Regions from separate parts of the Mus musculus genome. Here region 2 is linked to region 1. A link is a contact called in public promoter capture Hi-C data. All regions are on one chromosome and are shown on one strand. The core of a region is the stretch at or near the end of the contact, and the rest is flanking DNA. Distances in the headings are between cores, read along the strand shown. Region 1 holds the start of Pla2g2f (phospholipase A2, group IIF). Region 2 holds the start of Rnf186 (ring finger protein 186).

Region 1 (6,074 bases), core at 2,720-5,219:
ATGGGTTGGATTCTTAGTGTAAAAATCAATTAACCTTTCATTCCTGGGATAAAACCAACTTGGTTATGGTTCACATTCTTGTGTATATGCTTATATTCTTGTTTCTTATAGATGCTGCCTGTCAGGATTTAGTTAAGAGGTTCCACGTTGGGCTGGAGAGATGGCTCAGTGCTTAAGAGCAGCGACTGCTCTACTGAAGGTCCTGGATTCAATTCCCAGCAACCACATGGTGGCTCACAACCATCTGTAATGAGATCTGACACCCTCTTCTGGTGTGTCTGAAGACAGCTACAGTGTACTTACATATAATAAATAAATAAATCTTTAAAAAAAAAAGAAAGAGGTTCCACATCTATGGTCATCTTCCTTTTGGGTGATGTTGTCAGCTTTGTGATCAGGATAAACACGGCTATGGGGAGTGTAGATTGGACATTTCCTCACTTGAATGTCACGAGGGAACGCCTATCCATCCTTGTTCTGGGCAGAATTGTGCTCCCTCAAAATGCATATGGTGCAGATTTTCGAACCCCCCTAGCCTAGAGCCTCGGGATGTGTCTATACTTGCAAAGAGTGCTTTCAAAGAGGTGAGTGAAAATGGGAGCAGACCCTAACCCACTTGATTGTCCGTAAAAACAAAAGCCACAAAGTCACCCCCACGGCGCCTCTTTGCACCCATCTTCCAGAAACAGCTTCAGTTTGTATCTGGCAGTCGCTCTCCGCTCTCCCACAAGTGGAATTTCTGGGCCGACCAGTTTATTATTCATTATTGAGTACTAGCAGCTTGGAAGGGGAAGGTGGGAGTGGAGGAGCCTGCCTCTCCCCAAGAGGGAGGAGCCAGGCCCCGGGAAGGACCTGCTTGACCTGCTGACTTGCTCCTCCACCAGAATTTCAGGGCACAAAGTGGCTTTCTAGGGTCCCAGGTCTTGGCCACATCCTGAGTGCAGGCACTCTCGGCTCCTGCAGCCTGGAAGCTCTGTCTTCTTTAAAGTTCAGTGATCTTCATGAGAGATGGATGCAAACGTGGGCATAAAATTAGAACTTGGCTCCCTGCAGACACAGACAGCAATATCGACCGGCTTTGCCATTGCCAGTCTGTGATGGTAGAACAAGCCATTGTCATCTAGGGAAATCCTGGGGCTCCTTGAGAAAATAAGGGCTCCTGCTCTCTGGGATCCCCAACCTGTGTCAAGGTCCATAAACCAAAACATACAGGAACCTGCAAAGGAACGCATTTCCAGATACAAATTAGAGCCTTCACGTGTGGGGATGTGTGGCTGGAGGCTGCCAGGGACTCCCTGGGGAGAGGAGGAACCTTCCTACAGACAAGAAACCTGGAAGGGGGGGGGGGGGTTAGGGGATGGGTAGGGGACAATGAAGGATGCCTGAGATAGCCCCAGTGGCTTGGGACAGCCAGAATAGGAAGTCTGAAAGTCCTGAAGAGGAAGAGCCACTTTGGGGGACCCTTGCCAACAGGATTGGAAACACTGGAGGAGGAGAGATGTGTGGCTGAAGGGATCACATTGAATACCTTTTCCAACAGGACTATTTTCCCAAGCCAGTTCACTCCATCCAGTTTTTAAAACAGAGCCCCATGTATGCCCCAAAGAATGAGAGCTTGCTCATGGCGGTTACAATTTCTGGAAGGAGGCCTTGGCATCCTGACTTCACAGATGAGGAGGGCACAGAACAGGGAAGGAGACCCAATGGCCAAGGTCTTCAGCCTGGAGATGGAGGATCTGTCCCTGCTCAGCCTGCTCAGGCAGCCCCTGGATCTCAGCCCCCCCCTTCTTTTCTAAGCCCACACAGTAGACAGTAATGACAGAGACCAGACACACACACAAACAAACTGATGCTAGTCCCCTGACTCAGCAGACCTTCCGCCAGAGACTATGGTACCACTCAGGGAGCTTATAGTGATTTTCAAAGACATTTTTGGGGTGGGTGTGTGAAAGAGAGAGAGAGAGAGAGAGAGAGAGGGAGAGGGAGAGGGAGAGGGAGAGGGAGAGGGAGAGGGAGGGAGGGAGAGAGGGAGAGAGAGAGAGAGAGAGAGAGAGAGAGAGAGAGAGAGAGAGAGAGAGAGAGAGAGAGAGAGAATGAGAATTAGGAGAGCTGTTGCTGGAGGCCAGGGGTGCTGTTTGAAGCCCTGGAGTGTTCTAGATGGCCACATTGAGTGTGGTTGCTACCCACCAGGACAGGGTCAAAAAGAACCCCAAAAGGCCTTGCTCATGATGATGCTGGGGGCTTTCTACCACATGCACGTGCTGGATCACCTCCGGTCTCAGCCTGCGGGAGATGGCCACCCACATGCTCATGAATGGCTGGAGCCCTCTTTCAGATATGAGGGGGATTCTGTCCATCTGGACAGGGGACAGGTATGTGTCCACGTAAATCCCCCTTATCAGCAAGTCTCCTTCACTCGGGCAGACTTGGGTTCCTCTGAACTCTCTTCTGAGCTGGGCTCTGAAGGTTAGGTTCTGATGTGAGTCTCCGCAGTGTCCATTTTTAGCTGCAGTCCTGTTAAGATGGTTCAGCTGGGATTTCTGCCATTCCTCTCTGACAGCTCTCATATCTGAGGAGCCCCTCGGCTTCTGACACTCTCTGGGGTAATGCCTGATCACCCCGATTTCTCCAGGAAAAGCTGTCCAGGCAGCTTAGCTGGAACCTCTGCCCTGCCACAGTCTCTCCATGATTTGTACCCACAAACCCTTCTCTTCTCCTGGTTTCATTTACTTCTTTTTTCTTTAAAAATAAAAACATAAAAAACGTATATATTTGATTGATTTATTTTGTTTTTTGTTGGTTTTTTTTTGTTTTTGTTTTTTGAGACAGGGTTTCTCTGTGTAGCCCTGGCTGCCATGAAACTCACTTTGTAGACCAGTTGGCCTAGAACTCAGAGATCTGGCTGCTTCTGCCTTCCAAGTCACTGAAATTAAAGGTGTGCACCGCCATACCCAGCTTTTAAAAAAATTATATCTTATTTTATGTGTATGTGCCTAAGTGCATGCATGTGTACTGCACTTAAAGTTACAAGAGGCATCGATCGGAGCCCCAGGAAGGGGAATTACAGATGGTTGTGAGACACCACGTGGGTGCTGGAAATTCAACCTGGGTCCTCTGCAAGGGCAATGAGTGCCTTTAACTACTGAGCTATCATGCCAGGTTCTATTTATTTTTATGTGTATGAATGCTTTGCGCACATGACTCTGTGTGTGTGTCTGTGTGTGTGTGTGTGTCTCTGTGTGTGTCTGTGTCTGTGTATGGACCACTCGTATGCCTGGTGCCTGAGGATGCAGGATTCCATGAAGCTGGAGTTATAGGCAGTTGTGAGCTGCAATGTGGGTGCTGGGAACTGAACTCAGGTCCTCTGCAAGAACAGCAAGTGCCCTTAACCACTGAGGCAACGTTCCGGCTCTTCTCCACTCCCCATTCTCTTGAGACATGGTCTTATGTTGGCCAGGGTAACCTGGAACTTGCTATATAGATGAAGATGAACTTGAACTCTGCTTCTCCTGACTCCATCTGCCAGGTGCCAGGGCTACAGGCACGTGCCACCATAACTGGGTTTCTTTCGTGCCGGATTCAGACCCTTGTGCATTCTGGGAACTTAACTCTCTTAGCCTTGTATTTGGAAGAGCCCAATCCCACGTGCTCACTGTAAGGCCCTAATGTGGTATTCCCTACAGGAAGGTCCCTTGAAGAAAGTACCTTTTGTTTTTCTCAGACAAGTGTTGGGTAACATTTTCCTTAGCATCTTCCAGCTGGGGATGGGGTGAGCTCAGCCCTTGCTTCAGGTGCAGGGGGTGGGACTAATTCTTGATCGATAAACCCCACTCCCAAGCCCAAGGGGGTGGGTAGGCTGATGTGGGGTAGGAATTTTACCAGCCGGGTGTGGGAAGGGCTGTATCAGTGGGAGGGAGGAGGTGGAGCCAGTTTCTAGGACATCTGTCATCTGCCTCCTGCCCAGGGCCATTGCCCCGGCACTACCCTGCTTGTTGTGCGTGACAGCGTGAAGCTGGGGCCTGCTCTCCAGAGACTTTTGGGCATATTAAGGACCTCTCAAGCTCTATGTCGGTGGCCTTCCAAAATCCACGACATGGCAGATGGGGCACAGGCCAACCCCAAAGGGTTCAGGAAGAAGGCGCTGGTTAAACACTCCACTGGACGGAAGAGCCCAAGCCTCAGGGCCTCTCCCTCTAAAACCTCCAGGTAGGTGCTTGCTGCCCTGGAACGGACCATTCCACGGAGAGAGGCAGCGGCGAGGTAAGGGATCTATTCCCGGAGTCCGTTCTCCAGAAAGATCTCTGAGCTTCTGCACGCTGAGTCTAGTGCTGCCAGCTGTGTCTAGTGCTAGAAGGACGTCGGGACCATTTAGTCAACTTCATTTTGTTCTTGAAGCTCAGAGAGGCTGAGAGATCTCTGTGCCTGTGGTCACTCAGCATCTGCAGAGCTGGAACTAGACTCCAGTGACCCAGGGCCCTTGGTTTTAGGTTTTAAGATCCAATTGCCAGGTGGGGTCCCCATGACTAGGGTCCTAGGACTCCTTAGAGTATGGACTCAAGAGAGCTGGCTCTGATGCATGACAATGGCTTCCTATCTTGGGGCTCAAAGTTGGAGCTGAAATTGGTTCTGGTGGCTCTGCCACTCCGGGATGTGTCCTTCCCAGGAGACACAGGCCAGGTGGGGAGGTGTTGATCAGAGGGCTGGGTGACAGTAACTTGGGCAAGAGAAAGCATGGGTGAGGCCTTGGGTGGGACAGGCTACGGGCAGCTGGAGAGGAGGGCTCAGGATGGCTATTCCTCTCTCTCAGGTCCAGCCTGGGTATGAAGAAATTCTTTGCCATCGCAGTCCTGGCCGGCAGTGGTGAGCATGGCTCCCGGGAGACCTTTCTGATTTCCTGTTCCCCACCCCCACCTCCCCAGCCTTTTCCTAGAAACGTGGATGCCTGTGTTGTGGGTGCCTGTGTTGTACCACTGGAAAACAAGTCCTTCCTCTCTCTGGGCCTCTCCACTTCCCTGTCAGGCTTCATCCTGTCCTCTGGGGGCTGTTTAGTTCTGGGCACCTGTAAACAAGCCAGTAGCCTCCTTTTTTTAATGAGCTATGCTGGGCAGGTGCTGAGCAAGCCTCGTAAACTAGCAGTGTTTGCTATCATTGTGAGTCCGAGCATATGTATTAGTGACTTTCCGTGCTGGCAGGAGTTAATGAGTTTGTGCGCAGCTAGATGCGTGTCTGTGCATGAGTGTAGGTGTGTCTGAGCATACGCGATGTCTGTAGGCCCCACACCTCAGTAAAACTCGGCTCACTGCTGGCTGGCATCTCCGTGAACGTCCGTGTTCATTGTGATGTCTGTGTCAACAGTGTGTGAGTGACAATGAGACACAGCGTAGCTCTACATGAGCATGTGTGTGTGTGTGCTCATGCGTGGGTATGTGTTGTGTGCCTTCTGTCCTAGGGCTGATACCCAGGGCTTCCTGGAGCAGAAGCACGGCTGAGTGAGGCTCCTAACACAAGCCTGACTTTACCTTGCATCCCCAATGATGGGTTCATTGTGGCCAAACACAAGAAAGGGCTGATGCAGTCAGACAAAGTGACCTGTCATTTAGAAAACAACCCCTCCTGTCTCTCCCAAACCACTGGTCCCAGGAGACTAAACATGAGCTATTTCTTCTGCCTGTGAACACAGTCTTAGTTCTGTATAAGCTGATTTTCCTGAGTGCCATATGTGATGGCTTTGTGTATAGCAAGTGTGTGTGTGTGTCCGTTGCATAATCATATATGTTTCTTACTCTCATGCTGTGAGAGCTGACAGTTGACGGCCAGGAGCCTGGTACTGCATATACCCTGCCCCCAGGGTAAGATGCCTGCAGCTACAATAAGAGATAGCGCTTCCAAGTCAGGGGAGGAGACAGTCAGGGCTCACAGTGACAACCAGGTGCTCCAAGGCTTGCTGGAATCTATCCAGTCTCCAGCTCTCTGATCCTGGGCTTCCTGTCTCTCAGAACATTTCCTTATCTTTGAGGCTGAAGGATGTGGGGTGGGCAGGGGGCAGGTACTGAGCTGGGTGCCTAACTCCAGGT
Region 2 (6,444 bases), core at 2,732-5,231, 210 kb before region 1:
CCTGAGTGATTTAAGGCCTTTTAACATGTGGCTATGTACTAGCTAATAATGAATTTTGTATCACCAGGGTATTTGTCTCAGACTTTTAAAATGTATCATATTACGGGAGGGATGTCAAAGGTTCTCTTGTCTTTATTGGAGGTTGGCCCCAGGATCTGGAATGAGTGTTGAACTTTGGAAGTATAGCCCCGTCCCTCTTTTTAGGTCAGAGGAGGATATCAGGTATCCAGTTCTGTCACTTTCCACTTTTTCCTTCAAGGCAGGGTCTCTCCATGAACCTAGAGCTACCCTCTCATTTCCAAGGGGATGAAAGAAGGTTCAGACCTTCAGTGTGGACCAGAGCCTGGCCCTGCACTCGAGGCCTCTTGCCTGTCCTTTCCACTCACATCCCCCTGCAGCACTGCCTGACTTCTCTGCCCACTCCAGGGCAGCAGTGACCTTGCCTGTACTCTTGTCCCCAAGCTCTGATGTTCCAGAAGATGGTTGGGACCAGGTCATCTTCAAAGAGACAGTAGTATTAGAATATCTTTGCCCAGGGACCCCAAAGATACCTTGGCTGGGACCCACCCTAAGCCAGGAATGACAGGGGCTGTGGGTCTAGGTCCCAAGCTAAGACACGGGGCAGTAGTTATTTGATCAAATGAGGGCATTCTTCAAGCCTGGGACTCCAGTGTTCTCACCTGTGGGATTCCAAGCAGCGAAGCCTGGAGAGGGGTAGTCAGCAAGCCCAGCCTGCTTTTTAATCTTTCTTCCTTCAGCAACCTGCTCATCTCTGAATCCCCACGGTTCCTGTAGTTCATTTCATATTTTCTGTGACATTTCTCCCACACCCATAGGCAGCGATCAGATTTTAGGTTCGTTCTATTCACAAAGGAGGATTCACATTGCTAAATCTGGGCTAATTCCTAAAATCTCTAGCATAGACTGACCGTGCAACCTTAAGCAGGTAGATTCACCTGTCTGATCTCAGTGTCTTCCTCTGCACGAGAGGGAACACAGTGAGTGGTTCAGCGCCACAAGGCTGTCAGGAAGCCATAACGTGTCAGTTAGGGAAACGCCTGCCTGTCTTATGAGTACTGGGCAAACACTCTCCCACCAAATGGTAACAAAGTATTTCCTTGACCAACTGAAAACTCTGGGGTGGATTTTGTCTCCAGGAAGTAAAACGGGCCTGGAGGAGTAGGTGGGGAGACAACGTTCTTTTGCTGTCTGCCTGGCAGTCATCCCAAATGTCACACACAAGAGGCCAACAGGAGAGATGCCGTCTGTTCACCCTCTGGGAAAGGGTGTTCTTCAGGACTATGCTGGCTGCCTGTGAGAACCGGAGCTCATGCACACCCTCAACACTCTCGCTGCACTGGGAATTGTCTGGCCTTATAAGAAAAATAAGAAGTCACTGCCTTTTTCAAGGCAGTATACTGCACTCATGTTCTTGCTCGCTTTGGTATTTATTTTGTGAATTGCATTGGGGATGACTGGACCTAGGGCTTCACACATTCCAGGCAAACATTTTACCGCTGAACTCTACCCTCAGCCTGACACACAGTCAGACAGAAGGAGCCCTTGATGTGACCTCCTCACAGGCGTTCAGAAGCATATGGCCCCTCCATCGATCGGCTTGTGGCTCAACCAGGCCCTGAGCAGTTGGGACATCCAGGGAATCTTAGGACTAACGGAGTCAGACTTAACTCAGTCTGAGAAAAGGGAAGCAGAGAGCCAAAGACCTTGCTCAACAGCATGTGACCACTGACCAGGGCCAGGCACCCAAGGATCCAGTGGCAGAGTCCTCTCATCTCTCCTGACAAAGGTCCTGTCACCATGAACTGTGCCCTCCTGTTAGTCTCCTACTGCAGGAAATGGGGTGAATGGGAAAGGACAGTGCACAAGGCCTGGGGAGTCCCTCCAGAGTTTTAAGTCTGATCACAGGGACTCTCCGAGACAAACTTCCAGCTCCCACACTGGGCTTCTTGCTCTCCCACTTCCTCTTTGCTTGAACCCACCAGGGCTCATTTCTGAGGGTGGATTCCCACCCCCCCCCCCCCGCGCTGCATGAAAAAAGAAGCCCAAATAGTCCTGAAGAGATGACCCAAGGACCTTTCTAGCGACTGCCGCTCTGAGGCTGAGGTGGGGTGACACCGCCGAGGACCGTTGCATTTACGAGATGTTTTATCTTTATGACAAAGGAGCAAATAGGGCCGTAGATGTGATAAGAAGAGAGGCGCCATCTGGAAAGCTTTCGTTCTGTCATGTGAGTCTGGGAGTCTGATGGAGAGCTGAGTCTCTCTCTCTCTCTCTCTCTCTCTGTCTCTCTCTCTGTCTCTGTGTGTGTGTGTGTGTGTGTGTGTGTGTCCATGTCCCCTGAGATTCTCTGAGTCAAGCCCTCATGGTACGCAACTGGTGATCTCAGCGTAGATCCTAAGGACAATTCCTGGACCCACCCTCTCCACACCTCCCCATCTCTGTCTGCTGATCCTCGGATACCCTCTCCCCACTTTACAATTCCAATTCCATGTGTACTCCACCCTGGGGTGGACCCTGTGGGAAACCGTAAGGAGACTTTTGGCATGGAAGGTTTGGGATCAGTGTAGCAAGCAACCCTGGGGAAAACCTGGCAGTATCCCCTTGGGCTCTGGCACCCCAGGAGGGAAAGTGGGCAATGGCTAGAGATGGTCACAAACTTCCCAGGACACAAAACATCAAAGCCCAAATTTAAAAAAAATGAAGCCAGCTACATGGATTACAAAAGAGACCTGGTTCTATTTGCTTTGTAGTAAGGCCAATGTCCCAATATGTGTACAAAGGGATATATACAAAACTTAGGAGCTCTGGAATAGGGGTAGGGACCCCACCACCCTTGAGTCACTCATTCAGGGGGTGTCTCCTCTCTTTCCCCCTTTCCTTCCTATGCTACACAGGAACAGGCAGGTGCGATCCCACTGTTCCAGCACAGAATCCTTGATCCAACATGGCCAGTCTGGCTTTGACACGCAAGTCCAGTTCGAATGTGATTTTGAAAGGCGGCCCCTAGCCCCTTACCCATGCAGACTGTGAGGTCTGGGGGAGGAGGGAACCTTGGCAGCACTGGGCCTGTAGGGATCCAGAGTTCTCAGGCAATAGAAGTGATCTGGGTTTGCTTTTGCTCTCTGCAGAACAGAGTCCTGGGGCAAAGCCAGTTGCTGTTCTGGCTCTGGGGGTGACAGCAGAATAGGGTGGACATCAGGAGAGCCAGAGCAATGACAAAGGCCAACACCCACCGGATGACACCCGGGTAGATGAAAGGCAGGATAAGGACAATGACAAGAGCCAACAAGAGCAAGTGTACAGCCAGGCGCCGGGCAGCTACACGGTTGACACTTACAGTGTCCTGTTCTTCTTCTCCTGTCCAGTTGGCTGGCCGAGTTGCTGAAGCGGCAGAACCCACTAGCCTCTGAGGACATAGGCGCACCTCTGGGCATGGCAGGGCCAGACGCCCCACCATCGCCTCCTGGTCTCGCAAGCTGCAGATGAGGCCTCCCGGGACAGCAGTGACCTTTCGGCACAGCGGACAGGGGATGGACCAGGTGTCTTCCTGCACATATAGCAGAAGCTTCAGGCATACGGCACAGAAGGTGTGCTGACAGCTAAGCAGCTTGGGGGACCGAGCACAGTTGTAGGGCTCTCGGCACACCAAGCATTCCAGGTCACCCTCCACAGAGATGCTGAGCCGCCCGGTGGGCCCCAAGGCAATGATGGTGCTGGTGGTGGTGGTACCCGCTGGGATAGGCTGTGGGGCCTCAGTGCAGGACATTCTGGGTACAGAGGTGGAGGGACAAGGCTGATCCGCGCACGGGCATCCGCATGCGACATCCACCGGAGCTGCCAGGACTTGCATGGGTTCCGGTCCTGTGGGGACGCTTCCAGTCTCCCTTCTGCTCTCTGCGGGTACCTGCTGACAACCGATGTCTGGCATCTTGCTCCCTTGGTTGCCCTGCTTGTTTCTCCGCTTATGTTGGTCCTTCAGTTATTATTATTTCTTTACTCGAAACCCAGGGTTAATCAGTAACTTGGAGACCTGGAGACTTTGAATTACCTGATAGAAGGGCCAAAGTGGGTGGAGTCTCATGAATCAGGACTTTCCTGTTGGGGCCATGCCTGGTGAGTGTCTACATGACAACCGACAGGGACGCTGTCTCTACTACTACGCTCTGGAGCGCACCAGTGACACCCCATCCCCACCTCCACCTCCACCCCTGGCCAATCAAAGCCCTGGTGTAGGGAAATGAGCAGAAACCCCACAACCCTTTAGAAATTACATTTATTCTCTGTGTGTGCCGGTGTAGGCATGTGACACATGTCTTCATGGTCCACATGTGGCGGTCAAGGGACTTGAAAGAGTCAGTTCTCTTGTGTAACGAGGGGGGTTCTGCGGGGTAGAACTTAGGGTGTCACAATTGCTGGCATACTTGCTGAGACATCTCATCAGCCTTTAAAAATGCAGAGTACCAGGCTCCGAGGCACAGAGGGGTAGATGTGTCAGGCCCGGATGGGGTGTAAACAACTGTAAAGCTCTCCAACATCTCTGTGGTCCTGATGAGGGTGACTGGGAAGCATCCCTCTGAGAAAGGCCTCCAGACCTTCTAGATTTCAGACTCAATGCAGAAGAGAGTGTTTGTGCCTTGAAAACATGGGCAAATGGGTGGCATTAGGAAAAAAGAGAAAGAGAGATTGGGCGAAGTGTTGGGGACAGGAAAGTCTGAACAGAAAACCGAAACTAACAAGCACACATTGGCCCATTCAGTTTCTTGTCATCCTCACAGCTGCATTAGCAGCTTCCGGTTCCCAGGTATTTATCTCTCCTGTCAGTGCACCGCGGGAACAGACCCCTGGCTCTAGGCACCCAGGCATAAGCATAAACTGCTGTTATTTGGGTCTTCTAAGAGCCAGCTCTCCCGGCCTGGGTCCTCACCTGTGGTCTCCTAGAATGCCAGCTCTGTAAGAAAGGTCTGGGCACAGGGGCAGGGTGTTGGCTTGTTGGCTGCCTGCCAAGGGGCCTACCACAGGGGCAGGATCTTGCCATGTCCAAGGTCTGGTTCCCAGTCTCGTGGAACTCAGCCATGTCAATCCATGAAGATTCTATTGGCCTCTGGGTGGCTGGCTTAAGCTGGTAGGACTCCATGTGGCATGGTAGAGGGGACGAAGTGTGGCAGTCATGAAATTCTGTCCCCCTCACCATGCCTGGAATGAGAGAGCTGGGATGGGGGCTAGAGAGATGGCTCAGCAGTTAAGAGGACTGACTGCTCTTCCAGAGGTTCTGAGTTCAATTCCCAGCAACCACATGGTAGCTCACAACCATCTGTAATGGGGTCTGTGATAATGGTGTTCCCTTATTTCCCTTATAATATATATATATATATAGAGAGAGAGAGAGAGAGAGCAAGCTGGGATAGATGTCCCTTCCCTCACAACAAACAACAACAACAACAAAAAACAAGAACAACAACTAGCACCACAGTGAATCCAGAGATGGCTTGTCAGTGGCTACTGGTGTCAAGCTTCTTGGGTTAAACCCTTCCCTCTACCCCGAGGGGCTGTGCCTGCCACAGGTTCAGTCTATGTGTGTGGAGCCTCCAGCAGGCAGAGGCTGCCTGTTCTTGCTTTGTTCCCCCCTCAGGGTCCCCTCACTCTGGATCCCAGCCCCAGTTTCCATTCTTTCTGCCTTAGGCTGGGTCAGCGGGGATTTCTTTCTACCCCAGTTTCTACCAGGTTCGTAGAAAGGCTCCTGGCCGTAGCCCTGGGTGTCTGTGTACAGAATGTTTTCAGATGACAGTGGCCTGTCTTCACTTTGAGTGATCACTGCTGCCCCCAAACCCTCTTATATTGGTCTGAGGGAGATGCGGTGGTGGGCAGGTTCCTAGAGAGGTAGGGGAATGGGGACAGGATGGGGGACACGTCATGGGATTCAGGGTGGAGACTGACTGATGGTGTGAGATTCCATCTGGCTGGCTGCAATTATTGGTTCTGGTCTAGCACATGATTTAAGCAACACCAATGAGATTGGACTCTGGGGCTTCTATGGGAACGTGTGTGTGTGTGTGTGTGTGTGTGTGTGTGTGTGTGTGTGTGTGTGTGTGTTGCAGTGGGGGCTGGGGGGGGCGGTGATGGTTTTCTCCTGGGTTTCCAAGCTTAAGGATGAAACCCTGTGTGTGATGGTTTGTATATTCTTGGACCAGGGAGTGGCACTATTTGGAGGTGTGGTCTTGTTGGAATAGGTGTGACCTTGAAGTAGGTGTGTCATTGTGGGTGTGGGCTTTAAGACCCTCACCCTAGTTGCCTGGAAGTCAGTCTTCCACTAGCAGCCTTTAGATGAAGACATGGAACTCTCAGCTCTGCCTGCGCCCTGCCTGCCTGGATACTGCCGTGCTCCCACCTTGATGATAATGGACTGAACCTCTGAACCTGTAAGCC

The links. Capture Hi-C pulls out chosen DNA fragments and counts their contacts.
Region 2: a contact with region 1 is called in a promoter capture Hi-C map of pancreatic islet. The contact joins the promoter of Rnf186 here to the promoter of Pla2g2f in region 1. A contact is called at or near these places in 3 of 39 promoter capture datasets (hippocampal neurons, maxillary cranial neural crest and stem cell-derived epiblast-like cells) and 1 of 9 other capture datasets (pancreatic islet).

The regions. Positions count from the first base shown.
Region 1 is chr4:138,755,493-138,761,566 of GRCm38.p6, reverse strand. Pla2g2f (phospholipase A2, group IIF) reads left to right here and starts at 3,969. Exons shown (of 5, transcript NM_001360875.1): 1 at 3,969-4,206; 2 at 4,808-4,860. The coding sequence starts at 4,821. Gm42332 (a long non-coding RNA gene) reads left to right here. Exons shown (of 3, transcript XR_881522.1): 3 at 112-193.
Region 2 is chr4:138,964,656-138,971,099 of GRCm38.p6, reverse strand. It overlaps Rnf186 (ring finger protein 186), which reads right to left and starts at 3,981. Exons shown (of 1, transcript NM_025786.4): 1 at 2,735-3,981. The coding sequence starts at 3,787. The coding sequence ends at 3,107. Gm42333 (a long non-coding RNA gene) reads left to right here and starts at 6,419. Exons shown (of 3, transcript XR_881524.1): 1 at 6,419-6,437.